Linked DNA regions of Gossypium hirsutum: region 2 is linked to region 1. Evidence: chromatin contacts called from public Hi-C data. All regions are on one chromosome and are shown on one strand. The core of a region is the stretch at or near the end of the contact, and the rest is flanking DNA. Distances in the headings are between cores, read along the strand shown. Region 1 holds the start of LOC107953212 (NADPH-dependent diflavin oxidoreductase 1). Region 2 holds the start of LOC107953219 (zinc finger protein BALDIBIS).

Region 1 (5,052 bases), core at 303-2,802:
CTGTATGGTTTTTGCAGCATGTTCTAACTTCTAAAAGGTTTTGATTCAACAGTGAATCATTTAGAGAAAGCAGAAATGAGAAGAATATTGTAGAAGAAACTACTATCAGACCAAGTTAAATGACATTCTTCTTAAAAGTACTAGATTATAATACCCTGAAGGATGCTGATCATCTCCCAAACCTTTCTCAACAACAGCTGTAGCCCCAAGGTCTGAAAGTCTTTTATCAAGCTTCTTTGCAACAAACTGCAGCCACCACATGCCAAACTAAGTTTCGCTCTAATTATGCACCAGGAACAGCGTCAATCAAACTACATGCCAAACAATTTAATAGAAACTGAAACAAGAAAGCCATAGAAAGCCACCGTATTCATAGCTTATGCTATAAATCAAATTAATATCAATCACGAATGTAATCATGCCTTACAAATGTATAACAATCTCATTAATTAAACCCCGGGGTTATACGAGGTCGAATGCGGAGTCCGGATTTGAATCCAACTCTAAAAATCAAAATCCCATAATGTGTCTCGAGACATTAATACATGTCTCGAGACTGGCCTCCCTGTTTCCCTATTTTTGCTTCAATGTGAAGATGTCTCAGGACATCGGAATTAGTGGCCTTCATTAAGCAATATGGATAATAGTAATCCGCATTGAAAATAGGCATTTGGTAATAATCATAATGTCATCAAGAGTATATGAAGTCATTGGGTTCCTCAAACATTGTACTCCAAGATGAGGAACATTAACAAAACTGATATAAGCCACAAAGAATGAAGAATAAAAACAAAATATAATATAAATAATTGTTATGTGAAAAACAGTAGATATGAATTTAAAAATGCAATAAAATCAACTGTGGAAAACCATTACATTATATTTTTGGTACCCTGAATCTCCTAATCCAAACACTGCATAGTGAATTCCTTCCAACCAATGGCTGCCAAGATTTCTTTGCAGAAGAAACCTCCAAAATACCTGCAATATAATACATGTATGTATATAAAAGATTAGGAAAGCGAAAACAATAACTTTGAGGCATACTAGGAACAAAAATAGGATATTTGAAGAAAAATAATTACGGTTAGCCTTGCCTTCATAGAATCTGGAGTATCCCCTTGGCCTGTGGTAGAAACAACAAAAATGACAGTGTCTTCAGCAGGCAACGAATTCTGCAAAACAGTATCAAGTAAGTTACTCAGAAAAATAATTTTAAATGGAAAAAGAAAAAAGGAAGAGATAACTTACAGCATCATAATCGTCGGTTGAACGAATAACGACGGTGCAGGCTCTTCGCTCAGCTTCTCGTGCAATACGCTCGGCTACATCTAATGCGTTTCCCGTCTGAGTTGCGTATAGTATGAGTAGTGTCTTCGACTTCATCTCCATTGCTAAACTTGAAGAATGAAGTGCTCCTTCTAGGGTTATCGGAATCGACGGAAGATTCAAGAAGGTTCGCGGAAAAAGCGATCGCGGGTCGGGTTAAGTTAGAGGTTACGTCCAGATGCCTTCAGAACCCTTAATTCTGTGCTTAAACTCTTTTGGCACTTCGGTACTTGTGCTATTTTTTTAATCTCCATTTTTACTTTAATGTAAATTACATAAACAGTTATCTGATTATTAGAAATTTTATTGTCAAGTCGCCTAACTTATCAATTTATCTTTTTAGTCCAAAACCGTTCAAATAAAATAAAAAATAAACCCAAAACGGTACCGTTTTGATAAGTTTTGGGTGCTTTAAAGCCCCGAAGAATAAAGGGGCAAAGCTTTCACAACGGCGGAATGCGTCGCTGCAGGGTTATGGGAGGCGCTGCCACCTCTGCCTCGCCTTCCGTCGGCTCTGATTTCGGGAGCAACATGCTCTGGTTCTACACAGACGACGCTCCGGGCTTGAAGATCTCCCCTACCATTGTCCTAGTCATAACTCTTTGTTTCATTGCCTTTGTCGCCGCTCTCCACGTTTTTGGCAAGATATATCGCGCCAAAGCTGGAGCTGGATTATGAATCGTGACCCGACCCGGTCTCATTTTTTCTGGGATCTATGACCTGTTCTTGAATCAGTAACTAAAAATAATCAAATTACACTATTTCCCCATTTTTTTAACTTTTGATACTATAAATGATGGATGGGTGGCAAGCTTGTAATTATCTAATGTTGTTTGATCCAGTTAATTTTCAAATTTTCATTAGTGTTCTTACTTCTCTGTTCACTGTTTCTGCTGTTATAATAAACAACAATCAAAGAAGGTGAAAATGTATCAGATTATTAAGATTTTAAAACACCGTTTTGGGGGTTAAAAATAGTTTTTTTTAATTATAAAATTACGTGAAAATTATGGGAAAAAAATAATAGAAAAAAATACATATCATTAAGTTAACTGCCACATTAGTCTACCATTAGTATTTTAACGGTTTTAGACTAAAAAAATGAATTGATAACTCGGATAATTATTTTGTAATTTTTTAAAATTAAATGTCTTAATAAGAAATTTTTTAATAGTCGAGTGACCATTTATATAATTTACGTTTTATTTTATATAGCAAAAATAAAATATAAAGGCTAAAGTTAATAGCAAAAATAAAGTATATAGGCCAAAGTGCTAAAAATTATTTTAGGCACCAAAATGATAATTTAACTAAATACTATTGAGTAATATTCTTTTTCCGTATCGTATTAAGGGGAACGAAGAGGATATTTATACATGTTTCTACTGCTACTAGTACAAATTACAATAGGGCCCACTATTTTATCTCGGTCTTGGGATCGATGGCATTGACATTCACTGTCTTTGGTGTTGACATTCCCTAGGCCTCTCTTGGCTTTTTAGACGCATGTCTACAGAGCAAGCGATCCTTTCTGATCTTGGGACTGACTCCTCTAACGAGCCTCATACCTGTTAGTTACAGGCGGGAGTCTCTTGTAGGACTGACGATCCCTTCTGCAAACATAACTTGCGACCTCATTCCTGCGAGGCTAATGCGAGCCCTCCATGCGAGCTTTCTACGCGAGTTATATTTGCGAACATCTAGCATTCCAGCAAGATCCCAGCAAACTATCTCTATAAGCGAACATTCTTCTTTTGGGTCGAGTCTATCTGAGTCGGAGATTCGAATCCTATTTGGCCATTTGGGCTAACAGTTACCAAATCCTAACAAATACAAATGTGAAAAGAGATTAGGTCAAAATAAAAAAGGGTTAAACCTTAGTTGCTAGTGGATAAAATATCTTTGGATTTTTTAAATGCTTAATACGGTTTTTGAGATTAGTTGCATCAAAAACATTTCAGTTATTAAAAAATTATACTAGCTACGATTAAGAGAAAGTGGAAATACTAGACAGGAGTGTTAAATATTTATTAGTTGCTACGATACGGTCGTGTCGAGCTTTCAAAATTATACTAGCTCAATAGTCAGAACTCTCTGGATTGTGGATTAATCTGAGCAAGTGGCTGCTGTTTTTTAGCCATTCAGGGCAGATAAGAAAAAGACGTTGGAACTTGGATGTTTGATATTTTAGGGGCAAAGCAAATTGTTTGACCACTGGGTAAGTATTTGGGACCCAGGTGGGCTTCATAAGTAATAAGAAGCTTTTCTTTCAATCGTTTCTCAAGAAGATGCAATCAAAACTGGCAAGTTAGATATCTTCATACCTTTCCCAGGGAGGTAGATATACATTAATTCCAAGTGTCTTATTTTTAAGGTCAAATGCCCATACTTGGATTTTCAAGGCTAGAAAACAAACAACTAGGTGGGAAAATACCACCCAGTTTGGGATATCGGTTTCCCTCCAAAGGGTTTCACTTGAAAACAAGCTTGAAGGGGTAATTCCTTCTAGTTTAGGTAATCGAGAAGCTTTGATAGAGTTGTATCTTAGCGGCAACAAGCTATCTCGAGAACAAGTCACTTGAAAATACAGGAACTACATGGCTGAGCAGAGCTGGGAAGCAACGGCTAACTTGACAAGCGTAGGACTGTGCTGACCCGGCGATGGCTGGGTGAGCCGGAACCCAAACCTAGAAAATAATAAAATGTTTTATTTTGATTAATAATAATTATTAAACAAATTATATTTTAATCCTTTAAAAAATTTTTAAAGTGGTATATAATGATAAATTGTGCCAATCCACACGTAAAAAAAATATATCATGTCAGATTTCTGTTAAATTTTTTAACAGAAGTAGTCAATATGAACAAATTATGTAACATATACATCTAAATTGCAAACTTTTTATTTTAGATACTTTAAATGAAAATTTTTTATAATATCCAAAAATATATACATGTATATGGTAAATAATTTAAAATAAAAAGAATTATTTTACTATATGAAATATTTAAAATTTAAAATTAATTTAAATCAAAATAAGTATTAAATGCATGACCCACGACAAAATTTAGACCGTCCATCTTGTCCAAATTTGAAGTTATCCAATTTCATTTTTGTATAAGCTTTACTTTTGAATATTATAAAACAAATACAAAATCAGATCCGGAAAATCTCAGAACTGTTCTTTTCCTTTAAAGGAAAAATTGGTTTGTTTTACTAAAGATTAAAAATTCTGAAATCCAGACATGTTTTAAGCATTAAAAAAAAAAACATCAGATCCGTGACAAAATCCAGAAAAGCAAATAACACGTGTAGGCTGGGGGTGCCGTCAAAATTTAAGCATCCCCTAGTAAACGACCATCAGTACCCTGTTTCTGCTCGGGAGTTCCATTCCTGCATGGATGATTATGCATCAAGCAGTGATCCAAGAACATGCTGAATTACAGTCGGTATGTAAAACCAATTTCCCTGAGTAATATTTATGAAAGATTCTACAGCAACAGGGCAAGATATAAATATACATATATATACACTTGCAACTTCATGCGATGCAAGAGATTTTATGTCTGTACTTTGTGCACCATAAATTGGAAGCATGAACAAGTGATTTTAGTGGTTTGCAACTCAGATGATCATCTATCTTGTGGAACTATTAGCTGCACTGTTCTAAGAGGGAGGGATCCACTTACATCAATATAAAACTCAAATGAGTTTTACACCAT
Region 2 (5,301 bases), core at 698-3,197, 350 kb before region 1:
GTTTCTAACAAATGAGCTCGACTTTAAATCATCTAATGCAGACCCGTCTTTCACAATGGCTGCTTGATTTGAGGACAGTGAACTCACTAATTCATTTATGTTGTCAGATTGGTCGTTCGTTTGCTTGAATAGCTTGTAAACATGGTTCTTGTTTTGGTCGTAAGTGTTGGAGCTGATTAACCCAAAGCCACTGTTGTTAATTGCTGGGTTGTTTCTTGTAGATCCCATCTGGGCTGCTTTTTGCAAGAGTGCAGTGGCTGACATGTGAGTGTGGTTTTGTTGTTGTTGTTGTTGGAGACTATTGTTGGAATACAAAGATGTTATGGATTCAGACAAATCTCCCTTGTTCTCTTCTTCTTGTTTTGGTCCTTGTCGCAATGCTGACATGTTGAGGTTTGCACCTGCAAATGATGCATCTTCTGGGTACTTGCCGAGCCAGTGTGTAGTCAGTGATCCAAACATGTTCATTGGTGCCATTCCCAAGTCAGGAAAGCTTGTAGATTTTGGTGCTAAGAAAGCGTTTGTATTACTGGGGATACCAAAAGGGTTATTAGCTTCGTCAAGCCATAACTGTAGCCTTGGGTTTTGCCCATTTGAGTTGAGGTTGTCGACTAGCTCTAAACCACCGAACTCTGGCCTAAACCCTGATGAAAATTGGTGCATCCCATTGTTATTGGCCCCATGTATCAAATCATTTCTAAAGGATGCTGCCGCTGGGTTAACATTCGTTGAAACCGAGGTGAATCTTGCACTTTCTTCAGCTAAAGCATCGCAGAAAGCTCTATGAGTTATGAAGCTATCCTTCCTGTATGATATAAAAAGAAAGAAACTAATAAAAACCCTTCTCGAATCGTTAACTAAGAGCAGCCATTTTAGGGTCAGACCTCATTAAATACTCCAAAAAACTAATAATCATACGAAATTCCCCATAAACTATATATAAGCATTTGGAGTTACCTGGAAAAGAGAGTTCCACAGTCACATCTATACTCTCGAGTGCCACAAATCTTACTGTGAGCTTTCCAATCCGACTGAACTGCGTATTTCTTGGAACATTTCTCACACTTCCATTTCTTCTCGCCGTGTTTCCGGCTGAAGTGCTTCTTGATGCCAGTGAGGTCTCCTAGAGCTCTGGATGGGTCATGGTGAACGCAGGTCTTTTCAGGGCAGATGTAAACTTTCTTTCTAACTTCTTTGTTTGTTCTTTGCTTCAGCTTCCATGGCAGATTGTGACCTCTCCTATGGAGTTGTAAATTCTGGTCCCTTTGGAAACCTTTATTGCAGATTTCACAGAGGAATCTGTTGGTCGCCATGAGAGATTTTGGGGACAAAGCTATAACCTCTGCATCTGGATCTGCTTAATTCAACAAAAATCCATCAAGAAAATACACTTCTAAAAGTTAATAATAGTGATAACTTGATATTACATAAACTTGCCTGGCGTTCCTGGAAAATTTCTTTTCTTCTTCACTGGATTAGGGTTAGGGTTTGGATTTGGTTGTTGAGCTTGAGCTAAACCTTTGACAGTTGAGGGAATCGAAAGCCCATCTGGAGACATCATTTCTGATATACTTTGATGAATTGAAGCAGCTTCGTGAAACCTAAACTAAACTACTGGTTCAAACCTGGTGATTTAGTTTATACTACAAAATAGAAGAAGCTTAATTTGCTACAAAGTAAAACACAACCCAACAGATCTCTCTCTCTTTTGGGTTTTTCTTTTTGGATTCTGAAAGAAGGGAAAGATTGATTTTTGAACTTTTTCAAACTCAGTGAAACTATATATATGTATATGAATATGGGGTTTGGTTGAAGAGGTTGTTCAGTTTTGGCTTAAAATTAACCCAAAGAAAAAACCAAAAAGAAAGGTAGCTGGAGGGAATATATTTTTTTTATCTGCTTATCTTACACGAGCTCCCTCGAAGTCAGTCAGCCATAGACTCAGCAGGACCACCTTTATATATAAGTAATTCTGATATATAATTATTATATTATTTGCAATCGTTTTAAAATGCTACATGTGAGAGAGATCATGCAAAAAGGTCAGATGAGGTGAAATTAAAAAAAAAAAAAGTAGTAAGGGATCTGAACAAAACAAAAAAGGAAAAATTTTAAGAGACTGTAAATTCACCCAATTATATATTTCATTAAATAGTTTAACAAGTAATAATTTACTTATTCTTATAATAAACACTTACCTTTTTAAAAAATAATTATATAATAGTTACTGACATGATGTAAAGTAACCGTGATTTTTTTAATTATGCGTATATTTCTTGTTGGTTATTAATATTTATTTTTAAATTTTGTAGTTCTTCCTTTTCTTTTTTTTCTTAACATTATTTTTAAAGTTTGAATTTATATTTTTCTATTAAAAATATAGTGTTATATATTTTTGTATATTATTTACTAATATATCTTTGAGGGAAATTTATTAGAATATGTTTCTTTAAGAGTATTTCTATATTTATTGGGTGTTGAGCTAAGGATACTTAACAATCCTTTCAAGTTTTTTTGTATGCTTTTGAAAGAAGAGTTAACTATTTTGTTATGATTATTATACCTCCATATCAATTAGTGTCAAGTTCATGAGAAAAATTTTAAAATTAATCGGTAACAATTGAAAATAAATTTTGAAACAGTTGCAGATAAACCTAAATCATAAACTCGACATTTAGTGATATCAACTTCGTTATTACTTTAAAAAAAATAGATAATGTAACCTTAATAAATTTTAATAAAAATATAAGTTGAAGTTAACACATGTGGTTGTTGACTTTCACTTAAAATCATAGCATAACCATGATTTCAGAAACTATAAATAGGCAATTAAACTTGTTAATTTTGCACGGTAAAACAAAACAAAACATATTTTACATTCTACCTTCCCTTTACACAACTAAGTACCTCTAAATTACAATTATCAATTGCTCTATAATGGCTGCAACTTATTGAGATCCTAAGAAGGGCATGTTGGTCGGAGTTTAATGACACTTCAATATTATCTTGTGGCTTGGCTTCGCAACAATACGAGTATAGGTTTGCCTGGCGACAGAATCATTCATCAATTAAGAGGTACTAAATTCTTCCACGTAAGCCAAATTGGGAGAGTTACTTACGTTCTGTCACTCATATCTATGTTTTATCTCTAATACAGCAAAGTGCCAATAACGCTAGAAGATATAACGTTGTTGATGGGGTTTCTGGTAGACAAACATATTATAATAGAAAAATTCAAGCATAGTCTAGGGCAAATCCTTTATGACGCTTTCAGAATAGGTATCGACCTTTCATCTTATTTCAATAAGAATCATGTAAAGTTAAGCTAGAATTGACGAGGTGATTCAATCATCTCCATAAGAATCTAACACCCACTGATATTGATTGTTATTCTTGAGCATACATTCTTGATTAATCGGAGGCGTTTTGATGCTAAAAAAGACTGGCAACTTAGTTTATACTGTGTCACTCTCGTTGTCATCTAATTCTTTAACAAATGGTACATATAGTTGGTGCTTTACAATTTTGGCTTGCTTATGCAAGGCATTGTGCAAAGGGGTGTAGAGTGGGGAACAAAGAAGTGAATGATTGCCTTATGATTTTACAGTTGTAAGGGTGGTATTGACTTTAATTTATTGTGCCTATACCCTCTGAACCTCTCGATTTTCTTACAGTAAAAATGTAAACGTTAAACCATTAAACCATAAAATCAATTACTTTCTAAATGTTTTATATTTGTACTAAAATTTTGTGATTTTTTAGGTGGTCCAAGCATCGTGACCATATTACATATTGGAAGGATGATTTAGTGTCAATATGAGGCGTAATTGAATTTAATTTAATTAAATATCACCTCATAGTAGAACTTTAATTCATTGTTTCTTTGTGATTGCAATTTATGTAGATGTCATACCAAGTAAAAGAGATTGCAACAATAATTCCGACAAAGGCACATGTGCACAAAGCATGTTTTCATCATCTGTGCCCTCATAATTTGTTTTTTCTTGCATTAAATAACATCAACTAGATCAAGTTTTACGATAGTTCGAGATGGGTCTTGGAATTTCGATAGATCCTAAGAACATGATGTATATCATAACATTTATTTGCGTTTCAGTGATAGCATAATTAGGTCACTTTGTACAACACGTGTGACATTAGAGATATCATCTTCAACGTCATCCATAAGTTGCATTGATCGAGGGTGAAAGTTTTGTAGCTTTTGAAATATACATAGAATGGTGTAGGGACAACGGTAAAACATACATGTATTGGCAGGGAAAGGCTCTGTTACTTCGAAATGATCATCTAGTTTTTGAATGTTGGAATACGTAAGAGGAATCTACAATTATATTGTAGCGAAGGTGTACCCGTGGATGAAGGTGTTGGTATTGAGCAAAATGGCGATGGTCAAGGCAAAGGTTGGGTTGAGGTAGAGGAGGAGGTTAAGGCCAAGGTGAAAGGCGCGACAGAGGCATTCCTGTTGAAGATGCTCCAAATATCGTACCTAACGGTCCTGGTGATGGACCTAACTTTGCAGATGTAAAGGGCGATCCTAAATTTTCCCAGGTAATGGATGGAAATCTTATGCACCAACCAAACCAAAGATGATGAAAACTTTTCTTGTTGTATAACCCTTTTGCACAACTATTAAATGTAATTATGGCTTTTGATTAAATAAACTTAGAAACTTCCTAAGGTTAATTTCCATTTATTTCTTTTATGGTTTAATGTTTCAGCTGATTATACACCATGTATAATAGACATATAAAAATATGTTCATTAAGATAGCAAAATTTGACATCACCTAAACCCTAAACCAATATAATTACTTAATACTAATATAATTAAAATTTTATAGGTAAAAGTACATAAATCATTTCTATAAATCAACTAAAAAGATCCACCAATACTGATTCATCCAAGCTGCTAATATAACAATATAAGTATGTTCGTTGCATCGTCTATGCCTCCACAATTAAGAAGGTTGCAGCGTAAGTGCACAAAAAAATTGTAATCTTTTCTCACAATTATGTGTAAGCTGTGTACACCTATTTTCCCACATCACATGTTTAGTAAATATTGTAATCTTTGGTTTTTAATGAAAACCTCTTTGTGAGTTCACATTTAACTATTGGTTTCTTTATATCTACAAATTCTGGGGAATAGGAAAAAGATATATTATATCATAAACAATTTTGCTCAAGTGTTACTAGTTAGACATCTATCATTTTGATAGATTTCTATTGAATCAACATCGAAACAAATATACGAAAAGGGTGGTATGCACAATGTATATAT

The links. Hi-C and Micro-C count contacts between places; a contact is called where the count stands out from the background.
Region 2: a Hi-C map of leaf shows a contact between it and region 1, with 2.1 times the contacts expected there. The contact joins the promoter of LOC107953219 here to the promoter of LOC107953212 in region 1. A contact is called at or near these places in 5 of 34 Hi-C or Micro-C datasets (anther, hypocotyl, leaf and 1 more).

Annotation. Positions count from the first base shown.
Region 1 is chrA07:22,574,802-22,579,853 of Gossypium_hirsutum_v2.1, reverse strand. It overlaps LOC107953212 (NADPH-dependent diflavin oxidoreductase 1), which reads right to left and starts at 1,552. Exons shown (of 12, transcript XM_016888449.2): 1 at 1,252-1,552; 2 at 1,098-1,175; 3 at 877-981; 4 at 155-246. The coding sequence starts at 1,392. LOC107953209 (protein disulfide-isomerase 5-1) reads right to left here. Exons shown (of 5, transcript XM_016888447.2): 5 at 4,412-4,723.
Region 2 is chrA07:22,924,589-22,929,889 of Gossypium_hirsutum_v2.1, reverse strand. It overlaps LOC107953219 (zinc finger protein BALDIBIS), which reads right to left and starts at 1,947. Exons shown (of 3, transcript XM_016888457.2): 1 at 1,438-1,947; 2 at 958-1,354; 3 at 1-805. The coding sequence starts at 1,561.